Linked DNA regions of Rattus norvegicus: region 1 is linked to region 2. A link is a contact called in public Hi-C data. All regions are on one chromosome and are shown on one strand. Each heading gives the region's core, a stretch centred on a gene start, on an enhancer-like site or on the middle of the called end of the contact. The rest is flanking DNA. Distances are from core to core; before and after follow the strand shown. Region 1 overlaps Tmem63c (transmembrane protein 63c). Region 2 has its middle 37 kb from the start of Lrrc74a.

Region 1 (7,254 bases), core at 1,156-3,655, 270 kb after region 2:
AGCCAGCTCTAGGGACCTACAATTACATGCTGCACTGTGTCTGCCTCCCAAGAAGCTGTGAAGTAGAGGTCATGAGGTGTCAACTGACCCCCCCCCCAAAAAAAAAGTAAACATTGAACTAGATTAGTGGCAAAATGAGTTAGTGTTGGTGGCAGGGAACATCTGGGCAGGGACTAGAATACGCCAAGGCCCTGGGGCTGGAAGAGAGGAGGTGAGAGAGAATGGATGAAAATGGGGTGGGGGATTCAGCTAAGTGAAGCCAGTGAGTCAGGCAGAACCATCTATAGCAGGAAGAGTAAGGAAAGCAACCGAATTCCTTCTACAGGATTCCCTCACTGCCTTATTCAGGAAAACCTCCGAAACACTCCAGATTGGGCTCAGTGGCCCTTGTCTGTGAGCTACACGCACACGGCAGACAGCTCCTTTTAGCAAGATCTGTCCTAGCCTCTCCTGGAATGAGCTTGGTGAGAGAAAGAACGTGCCTGCCGCATTCTTCTTAGCACTGGGTGGGGGAGAACTCTGGGTGGAGTGCTGCTGTAGGAATGGAGGAGACACGGGAACTTCCAGGAGGGCAGCCTGGGAATGCAGAGTTGATCTGACTCCTAACAGGGCATTCTTAATGGGGATGGAGAGCCCGTGGGCCAGAGAATGCTCAGGTCTTTGAGAGCAAAGGCCATCCGGTTATGAGGGGGTCGGGTGGAAAGAAGAGATGGTGGCTTGACCATCTTCCTGAGTGGGCAGCTTCCTAAAGCCACCAGGGGCCTGCACAAAGACCCCTTCCCACTTGACAAGCAGTTAGATCTGGCAGCGTTAGAGGACCTGAGAGGCAGCAAGGGGTTTGATGAAGGGAAGCCAACGATGTTTGTGCCTAGAAAATCCAAGGCTTCCCTTTAAACTACTGTGTACAACAGAGCATGCTCACTTAGTTTCGGGTTTATTTTAAACCAGAAAAGATTTAGAGACCTCGGAAAGAGCTGTAATGTTAAGGGTTTCCTGCTGTTGCTCTTTATTCCTTAAATTTAAAAAAAAAAAAGACAAAAACAAAAATCAGGACACTTGTTTTAGAACATCAGTCCATCCTGCCGTTCTTTTGGTTTAGTTTGGTTTGGTTTTGGTTTTTGATTTGGTTTTGGTTTGATTTGGTTATTTTATTATTTTATTTTTGTTTTTTTGAGACAGAGTTTCTTTGTGTAGTTCTGCCTGCCCTGGAACATGCTCTGTGGACCAGGCTGGCCTTGAACTCAAAGATCCACCTGCATCTGTCTTCTGAGTGCAGGGATTTAAAGGCATGTACCACCATGACCAGCATCCTGCTCTCGCTCTCTCTCTCTCTCTCTCTCTCTCTCTCTCTCTCTCTCTCTCTCCTCCTCCTCCTCCTCTTCCTCTTCCTCCTCTTCCTCCTCTTCCTCTTCCTCCTCTTCCTCTTCCTCCTCCTCCTCTTCCTCTTCCTCCTCCTCTTTCTCCCCCCCCCCACAAGCAGACATTATATGAACACAAACAGGTTGTCACCCAAGCCGCTGCCCAGCCTCTAGAGGTCTGATGTCTGTGATATCCCCATTGCTTCACCTCTTGCCCTGTCTAACTTGGACATGGCCATGATGGCTCACTTGGGTTGAACTGACAAGAGTCTGAGGACAAGAGAGGGAACCTTTCCATCAAGGAGAGGCACCCCTGTAAGGTCTGAGTGAGGTAGGTGGAAAGTCAGTTTATATAACTTCCAGCCTTGACTAGAGTGGCCACTTCATCCCTCTTTCTGCCTTGTTTTCCCTCCGGCTTTGTAACTCTGGGCTAGTACTTGGCCTCAGTTTATCTACCTGTAGAATGGAGCACTGACTCTTGCTGCTTAGGCCGTGGCTCTTAGGCTGCTTCTGAGGCATGAATGGTGGTTAGAGATCACTCCTTTCCTGTCACTCAAATCTGCCCCCTCTCCTCCCCTCTCTCCATCTGAAGCCACGCCCACTCAAGCCTGGAGTTGGATTCCAGCATAGTTTTCCCTCTCCCCCACTAACTTCTGTCTTGAGCCTGGGGTTTTTCAATGCTGTTTTGTCTTGAGTGTGGTTCAGAGCAGCGTGATTCAGAGGGGCTGACGTGGGACTCATTTCCCCTTCCGTGCCATTAGCTCCCTGACCTAGCCAGTCTCTTGGGCTCTTCAGGCTCAAGATTCCTCTTTTCAAGATGACAGAACAGAATCTAGCTGGCCTTCGTGCAGGACATAAAAACACCCTTAAGAATTTTCATGATTTTTTAAAAGCTGTATATGCATATTAAATCCAAACCAGGATTTATGATGCTTCCCAAATGACTGGGTTGGAAGACTGGATGCTCAGAAGAGCGGAGCTGATCCAATAGACAAAGCACGTCTGTCAGGAGGGCTGTTCCTGGAGGCCCGGGGCTCCCCATCTGCTCTCTGCAACCTCGGATCAGGAAGCTTCTTTGATGCTTGCCTTTCTGTGCACCAGCTCTCCCCAGGAGGCATGAATCTGTGGCAAAGTGTCCCTTCCTCTTCACCAAAGAAGAGGGAACACAGCCCAGCCCAAGGGAATCTTTGAGGGTGTCCCTCCATCTGTCCTTAACTGGCTTACTGGTAAGGACAGGGGTCTCTGTGCTCCCCATACACCTCCAGCTGATTCAAAGCCCCTACCTTGCTCCACAAGACTGAGAGGCCACTGAGGATCCTGAATGGGGTCCAGAAGGTCCAGGTTCTCACCTCAAATCTGCCCGCTCGCAGGCTTAGGTCAGTGTCTGAGCCTTCAGGAGATTCAGCTCCATCACATTGTACATTGAACACAATGTCCTTGGTCATGAAGTCTTGGGAGATGAAGGACACTTTGGAGCAAGGATAGGCTCAACTCAGGGCGAGATTGACGGCCAGCTGGCAAGTCATGTGTGCAGGGCTGTGAAGCAGAACCCCTAGTTCCTGCAACTCTCCTACAACTCTGCTCCTACTAGCAACACGAGCAAGCCTCATGCACCAAGCTGCCCTCCCAGAAAAGGGTGATGGCAGGGAGAGGAGGAGATCCAAAGGCAAGTGGAGCTAGGAGGGGTTTACACGACACAAAACTCATTTGTTTCGAACCAGGGGGGATAATCTTTCCTCTTGTTAACTAAAGGTAACAGTTATTGAAAAGACCCAGAGGGCCAGGTGGTGGGTGGGGACAGGCAGGAGGTACAAATTTGTGCACCGGGTGGTGGTGGTGCTGGTGTGTGTGTGTGTGTGTGTGTGTGTGTGTGTGTGTGTGTGTGTATGTGTGTGTGTGTGTGTGCTGGTTCCTGCTGATTGATTGGGTGTGGGAAGGTTGATAGTGACTGAGCCTTGGGCAGCACTGAGAGACTCAGCTGGATAGCTGCAGGGTCCAGCTTAGAGCTCTGATTATGTCCACCATGTTTACCTGAGAGTCTAGGAAAGCTTTATACCTGTAGACTGGGTCTCGGGCAAGGTCCCCTTTCTGCCATCTTTGTCAATACTGTCACCCCAGCGGATGGCAGTGAAACACTCAGGCTTGAGGGCCAGCTCTGCCTCTTGATAGGCCCATGACTTGTTTAAGCTCACTGGGCTTTGCTGTTTCTGTTCTGGGGCCCTGGGGTCCTGATGAGGGTTAAATGAAGTAACCTTAAATGGAATAGATTGGCCCAGAGCTAATGCTCGACAAATGTTAGCGATCAATAAGTTGGCACCTCCCCAGAACTCCTTAGACCACCTTTAAAAATTTTTTGACTTTATTTCTAATTATATGTCCTTGTGTGTACCTGTGCAGGCATATGTGAACATGAGTTTGAGGTCCCGTGGAGGCCAGAAGAGGGAGATAGATCAGATCTAGAGTTACAGTTGTGAGATGTCCAACATGGGTACTTGGATCTCTGGAAGGGCAGCAAGTGCTCTTAATCCCTGAGCCATTCCCATGGCCTTCCCTTCTCCCTACAGACCACTTTAATTCTGAAATCACTCCTGAGATTTGCTCTTGCAATGTCTGGATCATCGGGAAGTGGAGAGCAGAGAGCCGGCTTGGCTCGTTAGACAGCAGTGGGCCTGGATGCCTGGAGGGAGACAGGGAGGGAAGATGGAGTTGAAGGCAAAGCCAGCTCTTTTTGATACCGTTCCTGAGTTGCTGAGGATGGCTCAGAATTAGAAGACCCAGAAAAGCAGCACATCCTGCTTTTGACAGTGGAAGGCAAGATAGGAGAGTGTGGGCAGGAGAGAGCTATTCCCTCTCCCACCAGACAAGGTGTGCACCCACAGAGGGCACCTGCCTCACAGACCAGCATTCTCACCACCCCTCCTGTCTCTCCTTGGCCCAAATGGAGGGTGTAATTTGGTTTTTGTTCATGGAAAGCATAAAGACAATGGCTGCCAATGACTGCAGTTTAAGGAATAGTAGACCCTCTCTTCTCTGTGTCTCTCCTCATTCCTGTCCCCAAGTCGAATGGGTGGCAAGGAGGAGTAGAGATTCCTCAGCACCATCTCAGAGGAGCCAATAGCTTGACGATGGCACTGGTAATCCTGAGGGCTGATGTGGTTCTCATCCCCGCACAAGGGATTGTACGAACCACATGTGTGCATTGTCACAGTAACCTGTGGAGCTGTGCAGCCATCATGACCACCTTCCAGGTGCTGAACCTGAGGCTCGGAGAGGTGAGGGTGCCGCTGAGGGTCGCTATGACAGACCCAGCCAAAATGAGATGTTCTGGCTTCAGGGAGCCAGACTCTCCCCCATTATCTTGAACAGTTCTTTGTCCCGTGTTGTGAGATGTGTGTCCTAAGAGTCCTGTTCCTCAGTACCTGTACCTCAGACCAGCCGTATGTATCTCTAGTGTCCTCAGGGGTTTCTTCAAGTACCACCTCCTCTTCCTCTTCCTCTTCCTCTTCCTCTTCCTCTTCCTCTTCCTCTTCCTCCCACCCCCGCCTTTTAAGACAGGGTTTCTTGGCTGCACTGGAACTCACTCTGTAGACCAAGCAGGCCTTAAACTCAAAGAGATCCACCTGCCTCTGCCTCCCAAGTACTGGGATTAAAGGTGCACGTCACCATTGCCCGATCCAAGTTTCATTTTGTTTTTAAGTCTTGGCTATATACAGAGTACAGTCTTTAAAACTCTTTTAAAGATTTATTCATGTATCTGTATCTTTCTTATGTATACGACTGTACACACACACACACACACACACACACACACACACACACACACACACACACACGACTATGCTGTCTTCATGCACCCCAGAAGAGGGTACTCAATCCTATTACAGATGGTTGTGAGCCACCATGTGCTTACTGGGAATTGAACTCAGGACCTCTGGAAGAGCAGTCAGTGCTCTTAACCACTGGGCCATCCCTCCAGCACCTCAAGCTTCATTCTTAACAGGGCTCATGCTTGGATATCCAAAAAAGCCAACCCTTCAGTTTTCTGATCTTCCCCCATACACACCAGAGCTAGCTTAGAGCCACATCTGGGCGGGGTTTTGCCTTTTGGGTTATGGATGAAATGAAGAATGCAGGCCTAGGATGGAAGCGATATATGGAAAAAGGCTGGGTGCTACTTTAGGTTTCCTTGGCAACAGCCTTCTCGCTGCCTCTGCCTGCTGCTAGAGAGCTGGGGTGGCAAGGTGGGAGAGGTAAACTTCTCTCCCCTCCCCTCCCACACCTGCCCTGCAGGCCAGAGCCGGAGCTGAAACCCTGAACTGACCCGATGGCTGGGTGGAACCCCACCACAGTCCAAGCTTATGTTGGGACCTCATAGCTGAGGGTCTTCCCACCACTAGGCCAACAACAATCCTCTCTCCAAATCCTAAAAGCTATAAATTCCCCGAGGAGGATGCCATGTTTGAACCTCAGGGTCTGCATGGGGCTTGGCAAGAGAAGATGTCTGATGAAGTAGATTTCTCTTGTATCAGTGTTTCTAATTTTCTGTGCATGAGTGTGCCTGGTGGAAACCCCGGAAACTGGGATTACAGATGTTTGTGGACCTTCCAGGCAGGTCCTCTGGGAGAACGGCAAGTGCTCTTAACCCCTAAGTCATCTCTCCAGACCCAGATCTATCTTGTTGGATGCGTGGAAGGGCAAACCAGTGACCAGTCCCACTCTCTAGCCAGAGTTTATTTTAACTTTTTGAAAATGTTATATTCAGTCTCCCCCATGGGCCTTTGTGAATATGGTCCCCTCTGCCCGCCCTTCCCCACTGCTTGGTGCTAACTCCTGCACCTTCGAGTCTCCACTTGGAGGTCACATAGTCAAAAGTCAAAAATGGTTTCCCTTTGAAGGAAACCAGCAAGGATCTAGAGAGATGTCTCAATGGGTGGTTCACACTGCCAGAAACTCCCGCTTTAGGGGGTCTGATGCTTTCTCCTGGCCTACGGGCACTTGCACTCCTGTGTACAGTATTCTCCCTGTAATTAAAAAAAATCTTTAGAAATGAATAAATAAAAGAGACAGAAAGACAAGCGATAGAATGAGGCAGACATCCCGGATAAAGGGGTTTGGGCAGAAGGCCCTAAGGTGATTTCGCCACCACATCTGTTCTTTCACAGCAAACTGTAGCTGAGTGGATGCCTAAGATCTGACGTGGACCTTCCTTGGAGAGCTGCCTCAGGTGGGAAATGTCTCCTAAGACTTGTGGGTGGGTGTGGGCATGGGTGGGTGTCAACTTCCAATACCTTCTGCTTTGACATGAGCTCCCCCAAGTGGCCATTGTTAGAACTGTAGCTTCCTGTAGGCGCCGACCTCAAACTAGGGATGGTTCACTTGGCTGCTCCTCTTACCCTAGGGATGCTGTGCTGTCATGCGGCTGTTCAGGCTTTTGATGGACATACTTCGTGTTCAGTGCCAACTACGATGGATTAGCAGATGAGCTTGAGTAGACAGTAAAACCCAGGGCACCTCATTAGAATGAGAGGGAAGCAGAAGGCACAGAGGGCACTGTGGGCTTTTGCTAGACACTAACTGGGAGGGTAGGAATGTGAATTTTTACCTTTTCCATCTCAAGGTGAAGCTCATTGTGCCTTAACCCTGGCTATTTAAAAGAATACTTTTGCTTCTTTGCAAGTGCATACACTGTATCTTGATCCTGTTCATCTCAAATCCCCCCCTCAGCTCGCTCTGGGACCCCCTAAAGCTGTCATTCTTTGTCTTCATAGCCTCTTTAAAAATAAAACTGAGCCCTATCACTGCTTCCTGCATACGCATGGACCTGGGACTGCTCACCAGAGCATGGGCTGCCTACCGGTGACACACCCGTGAGAAAAGGTGACTTCCCCTCTTCCAG
Region 2 (7,250 bases), core at 1,603-4,102:
TATTAAAAGTAGATTGCAAAAAATGTGTGCCCACAGGTCACAGTTAGGATGGTGGAGAAAAAGCAAGGCAGAGGATATATCGGGGTGTCCTGTGGCTGTTGGAACTGTCTCCTCAAAGGCGAAGTGTTTGAAGTCAGGAGTCTTTTAAATCTTTCACGACCTGCTAACTTTACATTGTTACAGGGCATGCATAACTCACGGGTCCTATGGGAACCGTAAGGGTTGTGTGGCTGGTAAGAACATCCAAATGTGTAAGGAAAAAATGAAAATCAGAATGGCTACACATAAATGAAAGCTTCCTGTTTCTCTTTGTCTTGGTATAAAATTGAAACGGAAGCAAAGGTTCCTACAAACTTGATTTTCTTTCAGGCTGACTTCTGGGAATGATAGAGATTCTAGAGAGCCAAAAATCTACCTCCTCCAGTCCTCTACGTCACCCTTTGACACTGATACTCCACCCTAAATAACGAGAGACCCAATCTTTCCCCAGTATCCCAAGAGGCCTCCCACACTACTTTCAGCAATTCTCAAAGGTGGCGTCATTCCCATTTGTAGCCACTAGATGTCAGGTCAGCTCCAAAAGTCCTTACTTCCACTGAGCTCTTGAGAGATAGTGCCTGAATTTGAAATCTTCCAACATTTCCTTCAACATCCTGATTGCCTGCCCCTGGAACGCAGCTTGATCATCCTCAGGGATCCAGCAGCCCAAACTTGTGCAGACCCCTCCGAAGCTCCATGTTCTCACTGTCTGTCGGGATCGCTAAGAACTACCATGCTCTTCTGTAGTAAGGAAGAAAAGCTGGCACCTGGGCAGAGTTCTACAGCCAGTTCCCTATCTAACCAGCCCACTAAGCAACAGAACGCACCATGGGCAGATCGGCAGGAGCACAGCCCAGCCCCCTGAGCAAGCCTGCAGGAGCCTGAAGGTGGGAGGGGCAGTGGCAACTCTATCTCCACGAGTAGACAGGAGGACCCTGCAGGAATAGCAGAGGCCATCAAGGTAAGAGACAGCCCAGAGACCTAGGAAACAGCAGCCTGTTTATCCATCCTTCCACATGCCAACTGGGCTTTGAGAACCAGGTCTGCACCCTCCCCGGACTGTAGGATTGAGAAGGCGAGGCTGATTCCAGGACAGGTAAGGAGACCTAAATCTCTGTTTCCAAGAACTGGGCAATTCCAGGCAAGTCCAGGCCTCAGAAGATGCCCGGACACCTGGCCTGGGGCAAGGACAATGGGTCAGCAGCAGTGTCCAGACCTCCCCAGCAAGTTTCCAGCCCCACACCCGGTAATGGAATGACCATAGAGATGGACCCAACAAATTAACACAAAGGTCACCTACCCCAGAATTCCCTTATGTGCTTTAAATCAGGCCTGTGAGCACACTTAGTTGTGTCTCTATTCTGGCAACGGGAGACCCCAGCATGCTGGACTTCTGCAGAATAAAACACTCTTTGAGTTTACATACTGAATCCAGGGTATCATTCTTGGATGAAGCATGGACCCTTACAGAATGAGAACTGTTAAATTAATTTCTCAATAAGAGTTCGGTATCGTGCCCACAATGATTTCCAGGGTCCCAAAAAAGAATGTGTCTTAACCATGACCCTTCCCTGTCCTCCTGAGGCTGCCTTGCACCTTTGCACCACCAGGGGGCAGGGTGAACACTCTTCAGACATCAAAAGTGGGAAATACACTGAATACACTGTTACATTGTTAAGGCCGGAATGGAGGTGGGAGAAGGATGGAGGGAGGGAGGGAGGGAGGGAGGGAGGGAGGGAGGGAGAGAGAGAGAGAGAGAGAGAGAGAGAGAGAGAGAGAGAGAGAGAGACTTACAGCAAAGGTTGATGAGTCCTGCTGATCCCCACCCACAGGAATCAGCTATCCTACTAGGGAACAAAAGCAGCAGGAAGCTGGATAGATACCTCTGCATGTTAGAGTCAATACATGTAAAGTCTGAAATTTTGCAATTCTCAGTTTGCTTTATCAGTAATCATCTCTGTGACCTTGGGCCGTGGGCTCCATGTTTCTGGCCTCCGTTTGCCTATCTATAAGTGAGGAGGATGAGAATAAACAGAGCCCCGTGAAGAGATTGTGAAATCGTGTATTCTGAAACCCTTACTTGTTTTCCAGCTTGTGAGTAGCTTAGGATTTATCAAGGCCCTTCATCCTTGCTGCCTGTGGAGAGCTAACTCCTCTCTCAACCTCATGACAGTGATGTCCCACTCCTGACAGAGAGGACTGGAAGGTCCCAAAGGGCACAGACAGGGTCACCTCAACACCCCCAAGCCCTGAGTCTCAAAAATGCTGCAGAGGACTTTCGACCTCAGGCTTGGGCTTAAGGCTGGTATGCAAACAGCCCATGGTCTTAATGCCAGCACTCAGGAGGCAGAGGCAGGTGGATATCTACAAGTTCAAGGCCAACCTGGTCTGCAAAGGAATTCCAGGACGGCCAGGGCTACACAGAGAAACCGTGTCTTGAGAAACAGGAGGTGGGAACTGCAGTACATGATGATGGAGCGGTGCTGGTTTATAGACCAACAAAGCAAGACATCAGGGGGAAACCCCTCCATGAGCCCCCAGGAAGGCACAGACCCCAAATTCTGCAGCTTCCGTCCTAACAAGCAAGCACCATAGCCCAGTCGTTCCTCAGATACAGGCCATAGCCTCTAAAATCAGTCCTGGTGGCAGCTCTAGTGTCCTCAGGAGACCAAGCCTGCCCTACCAAGTTGGGGCTTGGGATTTGTTTTTGTTTTAAACAAAAGAAAACAATGGCTGGCAAAGCTAGCCTGTGTCCTAAGACCCTGGCTCCTGACCAGGAGCCTTGAACCAAAAGGAGGGGAAGGCTCTCGGAAGCCCGAATCACATTCCGGCAGGAGAGGAAGGCCGGGCAGCTGTGGGAGCTGGCTTCCAGCCCAGCGTGCCCCATGGGGAGGAGAGCCCAGTGAAGCTCAGAGGGTCTTCTCTTCGTGTGTGTGTGTGTGTGTGTGTGTGTGTGTGTGTGTGTGTGTAGGTGTGGGTGTTTGACTCTCTCTCCCCCTACCCCACCCCCCCCCCCTTTCTCATCTCACACTATAGCCCAGACTGGCCTCAAATGCTCTGCAATCCTTCTGTGAGCCTCCTGGGGGTTAGGCTTATGGACATGAGCCACAATGCTTGTGACAGGGATTAGGGCGTGGGGGGTGGGGTGGCTTTGAGTTGCCAAGGCTTTGAGAGTGCTTGAAGATGTCAGGGTAACTGTCTGGCTGGCTGCTATGAGTTCAAGATGCCTGGGACACAACATTCCTGCTAATAAAAAATGTGTGCAAATACAATTTTTAGACAATAGAGACAAAGAAAAAGAAAATTGACATATGGGGGCCAGGCCAGGACAGAGAGAAAACCCCTCATTTCCTAACATTAAAATAAGTCTTTTCCCCAGTTCTTGGGCAAGAGTGTCAAAAGCCTTGGAATTTCCTGGGAAGAAATGCCTTTGTTATGCCAATGGTGATTCATGCTGCCCTCAGATGGCTTTGGGATAAGAGCTGATCACCAGAAAGACCAAAGAGCTGGGCTTTCCAGTCCAGCCTCAGACAACTCCTTCCTTCCCAGGGGTGGCCTGGAGGTGGAGTTTGATCCTCTAACCTCCTTCAGTCAATCCGGTCCAACTCATGAAAAGCTCGTGGAGGTGAACAAGTCATTGCAGAGGACGGTGGTGTCTGGACTCCACAGGGAGGGAGCAGAGTGTCAGTCCTTGGAGCTTTCTCTTCTAAACCCACCTTCACGTGGCTTCCTGGTGTGGTCTTTGTGTGCGTGAGTATGAGTGTGTGTGTGTTTCTGGGTATGTGCATGTTAACAGTGTGCATGTAGAGGTCAGAAGACCACCTCAGGTGCAAGTCCTCAGCTCCACCGTTTGGGGTAGACTCCTTCCTGTTTGCTGGTTGGCCGAGGACAAGCTTCCTATTCCTTCCACTTTACCATGGGAGGGGTACAATTACACACCCAGACTACCCTATCTGCCTTTTGCATGGGCTTCAGGTTTCCAGGCTTGGGTGACAAGCATATTTAACCCCCAAGCCTGTAGCCTTTATGAGGAAATTAACTTGTAACATATCCAGGGAGGGGAAACAAGACCCTCAAATCTTCGTATGGCCAGTATGGCCAGTCAGAAATGCAAACATCCTAGCGATCTCACTATATTATTTTATTTTATTATATTATATTATAAGTACACTGTAGCTGTCTTCAGAGGGTATCAGATCTCATTACAGATGGTTGTGAGCCACCATGTGGAATTTGAACTCAGGACCTCTGAGTTAACCACTGAGCCATCTCAACCTCCCATTTGCAGCCTTATATAGCAAACCCTTAAAAGACTGGGGGTTTGGTGCAGGGAGGGTCCAGGATGAGTAGGGTCAATGAGAATTGCAGGAGACCCGGCGGAGTTAGCCCAAGTTAAGCAAGAAACACAAGCATGCTCATATCTGAGTTTGTCTTGTGTTCCACACTCAAGCACGAGCTTGTCAGAGCCTGAAGCCCGGGGGGGGGGGGGGGGGGGGCGGTGTGCATCTCAGGGCGTCCCTGAGAGTCCTGCCGAGATGTCGTCTCCCTAAGCTATACTTTGTCCACCAGGTGGCGCTCTGACCTTACAAGTTCTACATCTGGGCTACGTTTTCCCAGTTCTCTGAGACCTGGTAATTGGAAGCAGGAAAAAGAAAATAGAACCCCCACTGGCTCAGGAAAATTAGATTTCTATTAGCTATCAGAGAGAGGGAGAGATCGAGCAAGGGAGGGCAACAGAGGGGGAGAAAGGAAGAGAAGAGTGAGAGAACAGAAGAAGGGAGGAAAGAAAAGGAACAGAAAGTTGTCATGACATTGGCCTCAACAGCAGCACACAGCATATTGACAACCAAGGTCAGATCCTCAACCTCCCTGGGGAGCAGCTTCTCCACCCGGGTAGTTCAGATTCTGTTGGGGCAGAATTTGGGCAACTGGGGTGGGGTGGGGTCTTTTAAAAGGATAGATAATGTCAGTGGATAACAGTTGGTTTTTTACAGTTGGAGGGCAGAGGTGGTAAACAGTGAAAAATTGCAAAAGCTGACAATGTAATGATTAACATCCAATCCTGAGGCTTTGGAAAGGGCTTGTTTGGGAAACACACACACACACACACACACACACACACACACACACCTTGCTATACTGAGAAGCCCATATCCTAGAAGCTCCTCTTTGTCTCCAGCATGGAGTACCTGGTTGTAGGAAAGGGAGCTGAGGCAGTGATCTACCCTGCCAAGATAGGGGCTGGAAGACCTAGGGCTCCAGCATTTGTCTCTAGAGAGAGGACATCTTGCCGTCATCCCTCTCTGTCTGCAGGACACCACAAACAAGTGTAGGATGCTGTTCCTTCCCCAGACACGCAAGGGAAGGTTGCCATACCAACCCATCTTTTGAAAGGGTCTAAGGGCTTCTGTATCCCTGCCCCGTGGCTCACACCCAGTCCTCCGTCCTCCTGTAACTTCAAGCTTAAGGATAATCGCCTCCAAATGCCTTTCCCAAATATGTCCTGAGGCAGCAGCGACTCCTTTTTTAAATTCAGAATGTAAATTCTTCAAAAGAGGAAGAGGGAACAGAAGAGAAGGTTCAGCAGTTAAGAGCTCTGGCTGCTCTTGAAGACGACTCAGGTTCGACTTCCAGCACCTACATGGTGACTCACAACTGTATAACTCCAGTTCCTGGGGATGAAAAGTCTTCTTCTGGCTCTGTGGGCAACAGGCAGACATACAGTGCACATACATATGTGCAGGCAAAACTTTCACACACATAAAAAATAATCTTTAAAAAGAGCAGAGGAGGAAGCTGGGGTGTAGCTCATCAGTAGAGGGCCTGCCTTGCATGCCTAGGGCATTGGGTTTGATTGACAGCACCATGGACACAGCGCATGGTAATACATGGAGGTGACATTAGGAAGCTTGGGAGATAAAAGACATCATGTCAGAGGACAGTTCCCAGCACTGGGCAGCTTGCAACTGCCTGCAATTCCAGCAGATAATATGTGGTTGGTTGGTTGGTTGGTTGGTTGGTTGGTTGGTTGGTTGGTTTGAGCCAAGGTCTCATCATATACCTCTGGCTCTTGGAATTCGCTCTGTAGACCAGGCTGGCCTCAAACTCAGAGCCTCCCAAGTGCTGGGATTACAGGTGTGCATCACCATACCTGGCAACCCTCTTTTCTGTATGCATTACCAGCATCAACTATTTGGTTATAGCAACTGAAAATAAACCAAGATCACTTCCCTTGCTCTTCCAAAGGACTCAGGGAAGATTTACTTAGTGGTTATCAATGGAGGCAATGAGGTCCCTCCCTGCTCTTCACCCCAGCATAAGATGCTTGGCAAGGCCTAAAGTAAAAGAAGAATCTTCACCCACAGTAAAAAAGAAACCAGCCTCAGTTGGGGATAGTGACACACGCACTCTGGAAGCAGAGGCAAGCAGATCTCGGTGAGTTCCAAGCCAGCCAGGTTACACAGAGACAACCTGTGTGATGGTTTGTATATGCTTGGCCTAGCACCTGGCACAGGCTGCTATGTTCCTGCCTTGATGATAATGGACTGAACCTCTGAGCCGTAAGCCAGCCCCAATTAAAGGTCATCCTTATGAAAGTTGCCTTGGTCCTGGTTTCTGTTCACAGTAGTGAACTGAATCATAGAGCAGAGAGCCTGGGGAGGACACAACAGGAAGGATAGAGGAAGTGGTGGTGAGGCCTGGAGCCAGGAGGCTCTTTAGAGGCCCAGCCAGCAGGGCCAGCCCAGGCCTGCTTTGGCCTCTGCTCTCCAGCCAGTGGGTAATTCAGAAACTCCTCCAGATTGCTGCTGAGGCCTGCTTGCCTTGCTCCTCCTAGCTCAAACCTTGGCAGCCACCTCAGATCTACCTTCCAGATGTGTCCCCCTGTATTCATAGCTGGTTCAGAGTCATTTAGGACCAGGAACCTGAGCTGGTGGGAGGGGAGCAGGCCTGAAGAGGATCCAGGTTCCATAGAAGAGAGGGAGAGGGGGCCTCACCCTCCCTGTGCTGGGATAAGGACAGTGGAGACAGCCTCCAGACCTGTCTTTAGTCCAGCCTGGAGCCAGGAAGGATCTCAGAAGCCAGACAGCAGGATGCCCGCCCTCGCTGTCAAGGACTAGCCGGAACTGTAGCCAGGTCCTCCAGCAGCACCACCCAATCTGCAACACCCACCTTCTGTCCAGAAGGCTGGGAACCTGGCCCTAGACTCCTCC

Evidence for each region. A called contact is a pair of places that touch in the nucleus more often than the background predicts.
Region 1: a contact with region 2 is called in a Hi-C map of Schwann cells, with 5 times the contacts expected there. The contact joins two enhancer-like sites. A contact is called at or near these places in 8 of 12 Hi-C or Micro-C datasets (the A7r5 cell line, Schwann cells, frontal cortex and 5 more).

The regions. Positions count from the first base shown.
Region 1 is chr6:112,420,001-112,427,254 of GRCr8, forward strand. It overlaps Tmem63c (transmembrane protein 63c), which reads left to right. Exons shown (of 25, transcript NM_001108045.1): 3 at 6,521-6,582. Among named protein-coding and RNA genes, the nearest start is that of Tmem63c, 20 kb to the left of the region's middle. Within about 2 kb of position 2,406, at least 10 of the 93 cell types and tissues checked have an H3K27ac peak or open chromatin away from gene starts, as enhancers often do. A contact at or near this core is called in Schwann cells, where this site is marked.
Region 2 is chr6:112,150,184-112,157,433 of GRCr8, forward strand. No RefSeq gene overlaps it. Among named protein-coding and RNA genes, the nearest start is that of Lrrc74a, 37 kb to the left of the region's middle. Within about 2 kb of position 2,853, at least 44 of the 93 cell types and tissues checked have an H3K27ac peak or open chromatin away from gene starts, as enhancers often do. A contact at or near this core is called in Schwann cells, where this site is marked.